Linked DNA regions of Mus musculus: region 1 is linked to region 2. Evidence: chromatin contacts called from public HiChIP or PLAC-seq data. All regions are on one chromosome and are shown on one strand. Each heading gives the region's core, a stretch centred on a gene start, on an enhancer-like site or on the middle of the called end of the contact. The rest is flanking DNA. Distances are from core to core; before and after follow the strand shown.

Region 1 (4,963 bases), core at 1,121-3,620, 230 kb before region 2:
ACCCAATTCACTTAAAATATTGTTAGTTCATGTAGTCGATACAAAAATTAGTGAAGTATTTTACATTATTTCCTACATTCTACGTCTTTTTGTTTGTTTTTTTGTTTTATTTGCTACTATTTGTTTTGTTTTATTTTGTTTTGTTTTGTTTTGTTTTGTTTTGTTTTGTTTTGTTGAGGCAGGATTTCTCTGTGTAGCCCTGGCTGTCCTAAAACTTGCTCTAAAGACCAGGTTGGCCTCTGCCTCTGCCTCCCAAGTTCTGGATTTAAAGGCATGCGCCATCACCACCAGGGTTCCAAGTCTTAGAGTATATTTTATCTTGTTGATTTAATTTGAAAGTATATTTTATCTTATTGATTTAGTTTGAGACAGGGTCACAAGTATCTCAGGCTAATGGAATATAATCAACACTGCCCCTAACTTCTGCATTAGCATATTACCTGCAAAGACAAGAAATAAATATCATTTAAAGTGAAGGAAAACCAGTATTTTAAAATTCTAGAAATAGAAACTCAACAACAAATTAAGCTATCCCTACCCTCCTTTAAAAAAAAAATGCCAGCACATTACACATGGTGGCAAGCTGCTTTGAACAAACTGGGAATAAACAGTAGGCCAGGGAGTCCCAGAAAATCCAAGCCAAGAGCCTGGAGGCCAATGATGTCCGGGGACGCTGCCAAATGGGGCAAAGTTGAAATTCCTGTGAGTGCTGAGAGTGGAATGTGACACCTCAGCCTACTGAGGCTTGGGCTTCTCTCTCTCTCTCTCTCTCTCTCTCTCTCTCTCTCTCTCTCCCTCCCTCCCTCCCTCCCTCCCTCCCTCCCTCCTTCTCCCCCTGCGCTTCGCCCTCCCCCACCTCTGATGGTGGTCTTGTGGAAGTTTGAGTACAAAATCCTACCTGCCCGAAGAAGCCCTCTCCAGCACACAGCGTGCAGCCTAAAGTGGAGAACTGAAGGCCTGGGAAGGGACAGCACCCCATATAAGGACATGCGCAGGAAGTCAAAAAGTGGGGAGAGAGGCTGAGAGCCTGAGGCTGTGCGGCTTCCCAAGGATCCAGGGCTGCCCTTTCAATGCTATCCATCCTGCTGCTTGGATGCCTTACTTAGCATGCCTGATGGGTCTTTCCTGTTTATCTTTCTCCTAACATCCGACCTTCGTCATTAAATAAGACCTTTGCTGCTAAATTAGTGTGCACTCATAAAATGTGTCATGTTAAATTTATGAGCTTCTAAAAAGCCAAGTTGCCAAATATATATATATATATATATATATATATATATATATGTATGTATGTATGTGTATGTATGTATGTATGTATGTATGTATATATATATATATATATGTATATATATATATATATATATATATATATAGTGTTTAAACACTCCCCAGGGCCAGTGAGATCGGTCAGCAGTCAAAGGCACCTGCTGCCAGGCGCAATGACCTGACTTTCATCCCCGGCAGCCACATAATGGAAGAACGGATCCGAACTAAATTCTCCTCTGGCTTCCACATACACACTGTAGAACCTACACACACACACACACACACACACACACACACACACACACACACAAGCACTCATGCGCGCACAAAATAAAATGTTTTGTGAAAACTGTAATGTGTTCCCTGAAAACTTCACATGACAAGAGACAAAATGTCAGCCCAATACTCAGGGCGCGTGTGAGGAGAGGTGGGGTAGATTGAGTGGTCTGTAATCTATACTCCAGCTCTGTATAATCTACTTGACGATAGGCGGGCTCAAAGGCGCACTCTGTTTTCTCGGCTTCTGTTAGCGGGTGGCTATCCAAGGCACGGTTAGAAAGCGGAGGAGAAAAAGAACGTAGTTCCAGCAGTGATCACGACATTTTGTAGGTTGAAAAGCAGCCTCTGCCAACCCGGGAAGCAGTTCCCCAAGGTAGGTGAAAGGGCTTCCATAGTTCGCCCAACCTTCGCCTGAGGCTCTTGAATCTTTCACCTCAGCATTTTAAGATGTGGGCGAACGTCAAGTCATACTCAAGCCTCTTGAGAAACAACAGATACCTACAGAAGGTTGGATTGCAGATCATGGATCGTCCAGAAACGAAGGAACACATAAAAAGACGGGACCTCCTATGCCTGCTTGCCCAAGCTGCCTGAGATTTCCATTCTAAAGCAGGAATCCTCCGGGTGGGGCCTGCTCCCTGACAACTAATGACGTCAAATACTCTGGGAACACCGATTGGCTCAATTACTTGGCGCGCTCCAGGAGAGCGAGAGCAGCTCCTCGAGACTGGCTGGCAGCGACTGACCGGCTCCTCCTTAGTGCAGTAAGCGTCCTTGGTGGCCCAGTGGTTGCTAAGCAACGGGAAACATTTTCTCCTGGGACTAGACTTCTGTTCCCAGACCAGGTATTGCTGGGCCTCTGGAGACCCTTCGGGAACGCTGCTGTTGAACCGCTTGGTGAGTCCATTGGAACTGAACTTTGGGCAGAGTCAGACACTCAGCAACCCCTCCCCAGGGATAGAAAGTCTCAGAAAAGATGGATTCAGTGATAGCTTCCTATCCCGGGGGACAGGAAAGCGAGGACTAGAGATGCTAGGCTTGCCCAAGACTACATACTGACTGTTCAAATCTAGACCTGTCCTGTTCATTAGACGCCAGGTATAAATTTACCCGGAAAGATAAGACATAGCCCTGCCTCACACAGCACCGTTATGCGTTGAAATGATAGTTTAAATATTAAGTAGAGCACATCATTAAAGTCAAGACCTTTCGTTTCTCATAGGCTTACTTGAGACGTTAAAATTGCATAAAAGACTTTTGATTTCTATTGGCACTGAGCCAGATTAAAATGTAGGCATGTCCACACCTGATTCAAGATGTTTTGTTTGTTCATTCGTTTGTTCTCTCTCTCTCTCTTTCTCTCTCTCTCTCTCTCTCTCTCTCTCTCTCTCTCTGTGTGTGTGTGTGTGTGTGTGTGTGTGTGTGTATACACCTGTGTGTGCACCTTTGCATATGAATATGGGAGGCTAGAGATTGATACTGGACTGTCTTCTTCAATTGCTTCTCCACCCTGTTTTGAAAAAACAGAGATCTCTCACCGAATCTGAAGTTTGGATAGCTTGGCTTGAAGTCCCTGAGCAGCTGCCAGCCCCTCCTTCCTGCCCCAGCCTACAGCCACCACCATAAATGCCCCCACAGAAACACTCCCCCAAGCAGCTCAACCAAAGCCACTTGTGGCCTGGAAGGCCTTCCCATCCCAAACCATGGACCCAAAGTAGGGAAAGGGGGTTGAAAAGAAAAAAAGCCACCAATCCATGGCTGGCTAGGATTCACCTGTGTGCCTCTACTCCCCTGTGCTTTGGTTACATGCAACACTTCCATGCCTTGCTTTTTACATGGGTGCTAGGGATCCGAACTCAGGTCCTTATGCTTGGTGTCTGTTTGCTGTGTATGTGTGTGTGTGTGTGTGTGTGTGTGTGTGTGTGTGTGTGTACTTGACACAAGCTAGAGTTATTTGGGAAGGACTCCCAACTGAGAAAACACCTTTGTGAAATTGGCCTAAACACTTGTCCGTCCAACATTTTCTTGGTTGATGATTGACGTGGGAAGGTGCAGTCTACCACAGGCTGTGCCACCTTTGAGTAGGTGATCATGGGTTGTATAAGAAAGCAAGCTGAGCAAGCCATGAAGAGCAAGCCACGAAGCAGTGTTCCTCAATGGCCTTTGCTTCAATTTCTGCCTTCGGTCCCTGCCCTGACTTCCCTTCAAGATGGACTACAAGCTGTAACATGAGGCAAACCCTTTCCTCCCCAAGTTGCATGTGGTCAGTGTTTTATCACAGCCATAGAAACACCAAGACACTCGTCTAACAAACAGTTTACAGATGGAGCCATCTCCCCAGACCTCTTACCTGCATCTATAAAACCAAATTCCTGGGGAAACGTTATGTGTACTGGATCTGACAAATGTAGTGCTCAACATCCTTCTCTTTATCCTTCCAAATCCAAGCAGGTGCAGGCCCAGACCAGGGCTTCTTCAAGCCAGGCAAACATCTCAGCTGTTATCCCTCTAGTCCCAGCACTCTGTGGGGAAGAACTCTGACTGGTTTTCTTTGTGGGGGGGGGGGGAATCATGTGAATTCAGTTCTCCCTGGTCCTTAATGCTCCCTCCGCTCCCTCCGTCTCCCCTCAGTTGTCTTGTCCAACCTGACCTGTTATTAGACGCGTTCTCACGACCGGCCAGGAAGAACACCACAGACCAGAATCTTCTGCGGCAAAGCTTTATTTCTTACATCTTCAGGAGCAAGCGTGTAAGAAGCAAGAGAGCAAGAAGCAAGAGAGAGAGAAAACGAAACCCCGTCCCTCTTTAAGGAGAATTCTCCTTCGCCTCGGACGTGTCACTCCCTGATTGGCTGCAGCCCATCGGCCGAGTTGACGTCACGGGGAAGGCAGAGCACAAGTAGTCATAAGATACCCTTGGCACATGCGCAGATTATTTGTTTACCACTTAGAACACAGCTGTCAGCGCCATCTTGTAACGGCGAATGTGGGCGCGGCTCCCAACATCTCCCCCTATCCTTTTAATAAGAGCAAATAGGCCACCCATATTAATGAGAGTGGAGATAGAGGTCAAATCCCCAGTGTGTAGGTAAAGGAGCCATGTACAGGATTAGCTCTTAGGCTCACAGGCTTTTACCCAGAGCAACCCTGACCTGCTCCCGTGTCGTTTTGCCTGGGGGAAGGGAACTAGGACACTGAACCTTCATGAAAGATGACATGTCTCCCTAGAATAGGCTCATATATGCCGCAGAGCCTTTCCATTGCAGTGCTTAGCCTTGCAACTCTCTCGGGCTGCTGAAGCACACTCACTCTATCCCGTGCAATGAGTCTAGCCTCATGGGATATAAGAGCTGAGTGGCCAGCGACCTATTGCCTAAGCATAGATATATCAGGGGAAGCTCCATGTTCTAGTCCTGCAA
Region 2 (5,051 bases), core at 1,108-3,607:
CAAAAGAAGGAAGATCAAGAGAAAAGCTAGCAGACGAGAAAAGCAAGGATCAGTCAAGGGGTCTGTCCTCGTAGTGCTGTTGGGATTGTTTGTTGTTCGTGGCTTGATCTCTGCATCCTAGACTAGCCTCAAACATTCAGCGGAGGGTGATCCGGAAGCTGACTCTCCTTTCTGTATCCCTAACGTGCTGAGATTACCAGCATGTACTGCCAGGCACTCCCATTTTATGCCTTGCTGGGGATAGAACCCAAGGCTTCATGCAGGCTCTAAGCCAATGCTCTACCAACTGAGCTACATCCCCAGCCCCTGTTTGAATATTGTTAAAGAACAGATAGATGCAAGCTAACAAATGTTCAGGAAAAAAAAAATCCTGTAATACCTGAAGCCAGGTAAGGCTCAGACCTCTCTAATGCTTAAGCCAAGCAAGCTTACAAGCATATGGGCCTGCAGAATTGGATCCTTATTGCTGCACTGAATTGGAAACCAGACTCCAGAACTTTTATTCTGGGGTCTAAACACCCTCCCCACTATAGACCTACCCATGATCCTCCTCCACAACATGCAAATAAAGCATGTAGCCCAGTTTTCAAACCCACCTGCTGCCCTAAGACAAGGTAGGTACACAGAACACAGTAATCATTCTCAGAGGATGGCCCTGGAACCTGCCGGTATTCCCCAAGCCTGATCAGGGAAACTGTAAAGTCAAAATTATTTTCATAAGCCACGCATGGAAGTGCACTCTAGAGGCCGATGGAAGAAGACAGTGGTTTGGAGATCTTTCTGGACTACATGGGGAGTTAGATCCAGGCCAGCCTGGACTGTTTGGGGAGTTAGATCCAGGCCAGCCTGGACTACCTGGACTGTTTGGGGAGTTAGATCCAGGCCAGCCTGGAATACATAGTGAGTTAGATCCAGGCCAGCCTGGACTGTTTGGGGAGTTAGATCCAAGATAGCCTGGACTATATGGGGAGTTAGATCCAGGCCAGCCTGGTGTGAGACACTGTCTCAAAAATCAAAACTGATAAACAAAGTCCATTCTCAGACCTGGTAAGATAGCCATCTCACTAGTGGGCGTAAGGGACTTACTGCCAAGCCTGACAACCTAAGTTTAATCCTAGGAATCCACAGAGTGGAAAGAGAGACACCCCCCAACTCCTACAAGTTGTTCTCTGGCCTCCACAGATTCTAAGTGGCAAGCATACACCTCTCTCCACTCACCCCATCCCATCCCGCATACAATCAATGCTTTAAAAAAAAGACTTATTATGTCCTTGGGTTAGCAGGACAAGAGTGCCAACCCCTTGCTATTTGTCCCTAGAGTAGCAAGGGGTTGGCACTCACAGGGGCCCCCTAAGACCATCGAAAAACACAGACATTTACATTATAATTCATAACAGTAGGAAAGTTACAGTTAGGAAGTACCAATGATTATAATTTTATGGGTGGATTTCACCGTGACATGAGGAACTGGGTATTCAAGGGCCGCAGCATTAGGAAGGTTGAGAACCGTTGTCCTAGGGGAAAGGTGGACCCAAGATGAAGGAATGCTTGAGTGCGAAAGCACCAGAACAGGTTCCTCTGCAGCTGGAGTTATAGGGAGGTGGAAGGGTAAGGATCTGAGTTCAAGTCCCCAGGACCCACATAGAGCTGGACACAGTAGCATGCATCTATAATCCCCAGTTCTCCTACAACCAGATGAGAAGCAGAGACAGAAGGCTGCCAGGAAGCCGTTGGATCAGCCAGCCTGTGTACACAGCAGGAAACACAGGACCATACCTCAAACAAGATGGAAGGTAAGGACCAGCACGGAAGGTTGTCCTCCAACCTCCACACATGCTCCACGGCACATGTGTGCCTCTACTCAGACATTAGAACACACACACACACATACACACAAACACACACATTTAATTAGTTAATAATAAACTATACTAAATTAAACCTTTCCTGGTCATTTTAGAGCGCAAGCAAGCAACCAGGATCCAGAGGCTAACAAGAGACAAATAATGAGTGTGCCAAGTCCATCTTTCCTGAGTTTTCCACTGGAATCGTCCAAATTAAACTAAACTTCAGAAGAGTTTATTTCAGAGCAGCTTAGCGAAGGCCAGGAGGTCTGAGAGAAGGAGTGTGGTCACAGACTTGAATCAAGGCCATAAGGGTAAGAGAGAGAGAGAAAGAGAGAGAGACAGAGACACCGAGACAGAGAGAGACAGAGACACTGAACCAGAGGGGAGGTCTCCAGAGCTGCAGTAGTAAGGAGGCAGGGGTCCTGCAGAGCCCTGCAGAGGTTTGCACAGCCAAATGCATGCTTATTCAGCTCACTAGACTACAGCATGGAAAGGAAGTCAGAGAAAGCGAAAGTCGAAAGTGGAAGTGTGAGATGAATTAAGGGAGACTTGGGGGACCTGGTGAGGCTCTGGCAGAGGCAGAGGAGAAATGATGACTTTACAGAAGCTACACCTACACCCACCCAACCATTCCATGGTTGACTGAACTCTGGGAGAGAGAACTAAGTAGAAGCTTCCCGGAACTAGCATCTAGAAAGATCTGCAGATCACACCCTCCGGCCACCACACTGCAGCAGCCAGTGATTAAGATGTGAAAACACATAAGTCTCTAGTTGCACAAGCATCCCAGAGGTCCTTCAGTTTCCCCGTACTCCAAGCATGACTTCCCTCCAAAGCATTTACATTTCTCAGCTGGCAAAGTTCTGCCCCCAGCCTGGCTTGGAGAAGCTCCTTTGTGCAAAGGGCAACTGCTAATGCAGAGACTCAGCTCCTGTCAAAGTGCTGAGAACAAATGACTGCAGAGTGCAAGCCCTCAACAGTGCGTCTCTGCACCCATCTCCAACACCCAGGGCCCACGGAGGCAGATGGGGTGGGGAGATCGTAAGAGCTGGAGGATGGAGGGGAGCGTCCCGAAAAGCTGTCCCCTAGAAAGGGCATGGCCGTGGCAATCACAGACACACAACAGACATGGCCACCAGCACAAGACCTGCCCAAAAGACCGTGTAGCCCAGGCTAGCCTCACACTCATGATCTTCCCCCAAACTCACAAGAGCTAGGATCACCACCATGTGCCTCCTTGTCCAACCATGAAAACTTAAAAGCAAATTAAAACCACCTCTCAAACTGGTGAAAATGAAAGCTTGTCAGCAACCAATAGGAACATCAAACTCTTCTGTAAGGTACTTAGCGCCATTTAAAGTGTGTGTGCCTTTTGACCTCAAAATTGCACAATAGCATTATGGCCTAAGGAAATATTGACTCCTGTGTGCAGATGGTAATGGGGTGGGGAGGAGGAGGAAGAGATAGGAAAGAAAGAAGAGAGGAAAGGAGTGTAGACAGAAGAGAAAAGAGAGGGGGAGAAGAATAGAGAAGAAAAAGGAAGGGAGAGGAGACAGGGGAGGGAGAGAGCTGAAAGTTATGCTGGATGAATGCAACCAATGAGGAGAGCAGGAGCAGGTGGGTCCGGCATCCTGCATCCTAGAGGGTCTTAAAGCACGCCTCCGGGAATGAGGAAGTGACATCATTGGGCTCTTTGAAAAGCCTGAGGATTAGCTCTATTGCCTGTTTGTCAGCGCTGCAGCTGCTCGCCAGGCTGGAATCCTGTGAGGTATGCAGTGCGCTGAGCTGGCTGGATGCCTGTGGCCACCACCTGGCCTCTGAGATCCCACCAGCTTTTGGAACAAGGCCCTAGCATCTTGCAGCAGATACAGAGAGTTATGGCTGGGCCAGTGGGGGATAAAGAGACCTCTTCTCAACTTCTCTTTTTCCTTCTTCCTTGTCTGAAGTCCTTTCTAGAGTAGTGGATCCCTTGTGTCTGTTCCATGAATGATGTTCTGATGGGGCCTGGTCCCATGGACCATACATAGCCCTAGCCTGGTGGCTCAGCCCTAATGCCAGGCTGTGAGTCAAAAGCTGCTCTGGCCGCGGAGGGTCACTCATATGTTCTCCTTCTTGCTATGGCCTCTGTGGAATCTTCTTGTGTCCCATAATTCCCACCCAAGAGGAGACCTCTCTCCAAGTGTGCCAGGACATGACCCCAAGAAAAGCACCATCTCTACAAAGCAAACCGCTCACTGCCTCCCAGAAATGAGATGACAAGAAAACCACTCTGCTCTTTCAAGTTGGCCCATAGAGGATGCGTGTGCACACACAAACACACCTTTTTTTCATGATACCTTTTGTTGAGTTGCTTCCCCACCCCCTTTTTTCCTTTTGAGACAGGGTTTCTCTAAATAGCCCTGGCTAGCCTAGAATTCACTGTGTAGACCAGGCTGGCCCCAAACTCAGACCACACACACTCACACACACACACACACACACACACACACACACACTTCCTTCCTCTTACTACCAACTAGCATTATCTTTAAAGGGATACAGGGCACACCAAAAGCTGGTGTGTCACCCACCTTTTGAAGGCCATGCTTACAGATCCACAGTTTGAGAATCACATACTTAGATCATAGACAAATGATATAAACATAAAGCATGCTGTGGTGTTTGGTTTAATTGACACAATCTACAGTCACCTGGAGAGAGTCTCAATGAGCTTTGTCTAAATCTCTCTTCTTAATGTTGTGGCCCTTTAATACAGTTCCTCATGATGTGGGGACCAGCCCCCCAGCATAAAATTATTTTCATTACTCCTTCATAACTGTAATTTTGCTTCTATTATGAATTATACTTGAAATATTTGTGTCTTCTGATGCTCTTAAAAGACCCTTGAGAAAGGGTAGAGAACCACTGGTCTAGATCAAGTTGGTCTTTGGTTGTGTCTGTGAGGTTTTCTTTCTTTTTTTAAAATTAAAACAACTTTTCATGCAATATATTTTTATCATATTTACCCTCTCCCAATTCCTTCAAGTTCTTCCCTCACCTTCCTCCCCCCCCCCCAACCCCACCACCAAAAAAGAAACAAAAAACTCACAAAAAATGAAAATCAGAACAAGTAGGCAGAAGACCAGTGTTAAAGTGAGGTTGCTGGAGGGAAAGGAGGCAGAGGGGAGCAGCCAGGCGTCTCCAGAGGCAGAATTGTTCTTTAAT

The links. HiChIP or PLAC-seq counts read pairs in DNA pulled down with a chosen protein or histone mark.
Region 1: an H3K4me3 HiChIP or PLAC-seq map of bone marrow-derived macrophages shows a contact between it and region 2, with 5 times the contacts expected there. The contact joins the promoter of Dnah6 here to the enhancer-like site in region 2. A contact is called at or near these places in 1 of 39 promoter capture datasets (stem cell-derived epiblast-like cells), 9 of 115 datasets of contacts at active chromatin or transcription factors (bone marrow-derived macrophages, embryonic stem cells, epiblast stem cells and 4 more) and 3 of 9 other capture datasets (adipose tissue, embryonic stem cells and liver).

Annotation. Positions count from the first base shown.
Region 1 is chr6:73,219,038-73,224,000 of GRCm38.p6, reverse strand. It overlaps Dnah6 (dynein, axonemal, heavy chain 6), which reads left to right and starts at 2,370. Exons shown (of 77, transcript NM_001164669.1): 1 at 2,370-2,442. Gm40377 (a long non-coding RNA gene) reads right to left here and starts at 1,204. Exons shown (of 3, transcript XR_869180.3): 1 at 899-1,204.
Region 2 is chr6:72,987,732-72,992,782 of GRCm38.p6, reverse strand. No RefSeq gene overlaps it. Among named protein-coding and RNA genes, the nearest start is that of Gm31547, 17 kb to the left of the region's middle. Within about 2 kb of position 2,357, at least 98 of the 459 cell types and tissues checked have an H3K27ac peak or open chromatin away from gene starts, as enhancers often do. A contact at or near this core is called in adipose tissue, bone marrow-derived macrophages, liver and 2 more, where this site is marked.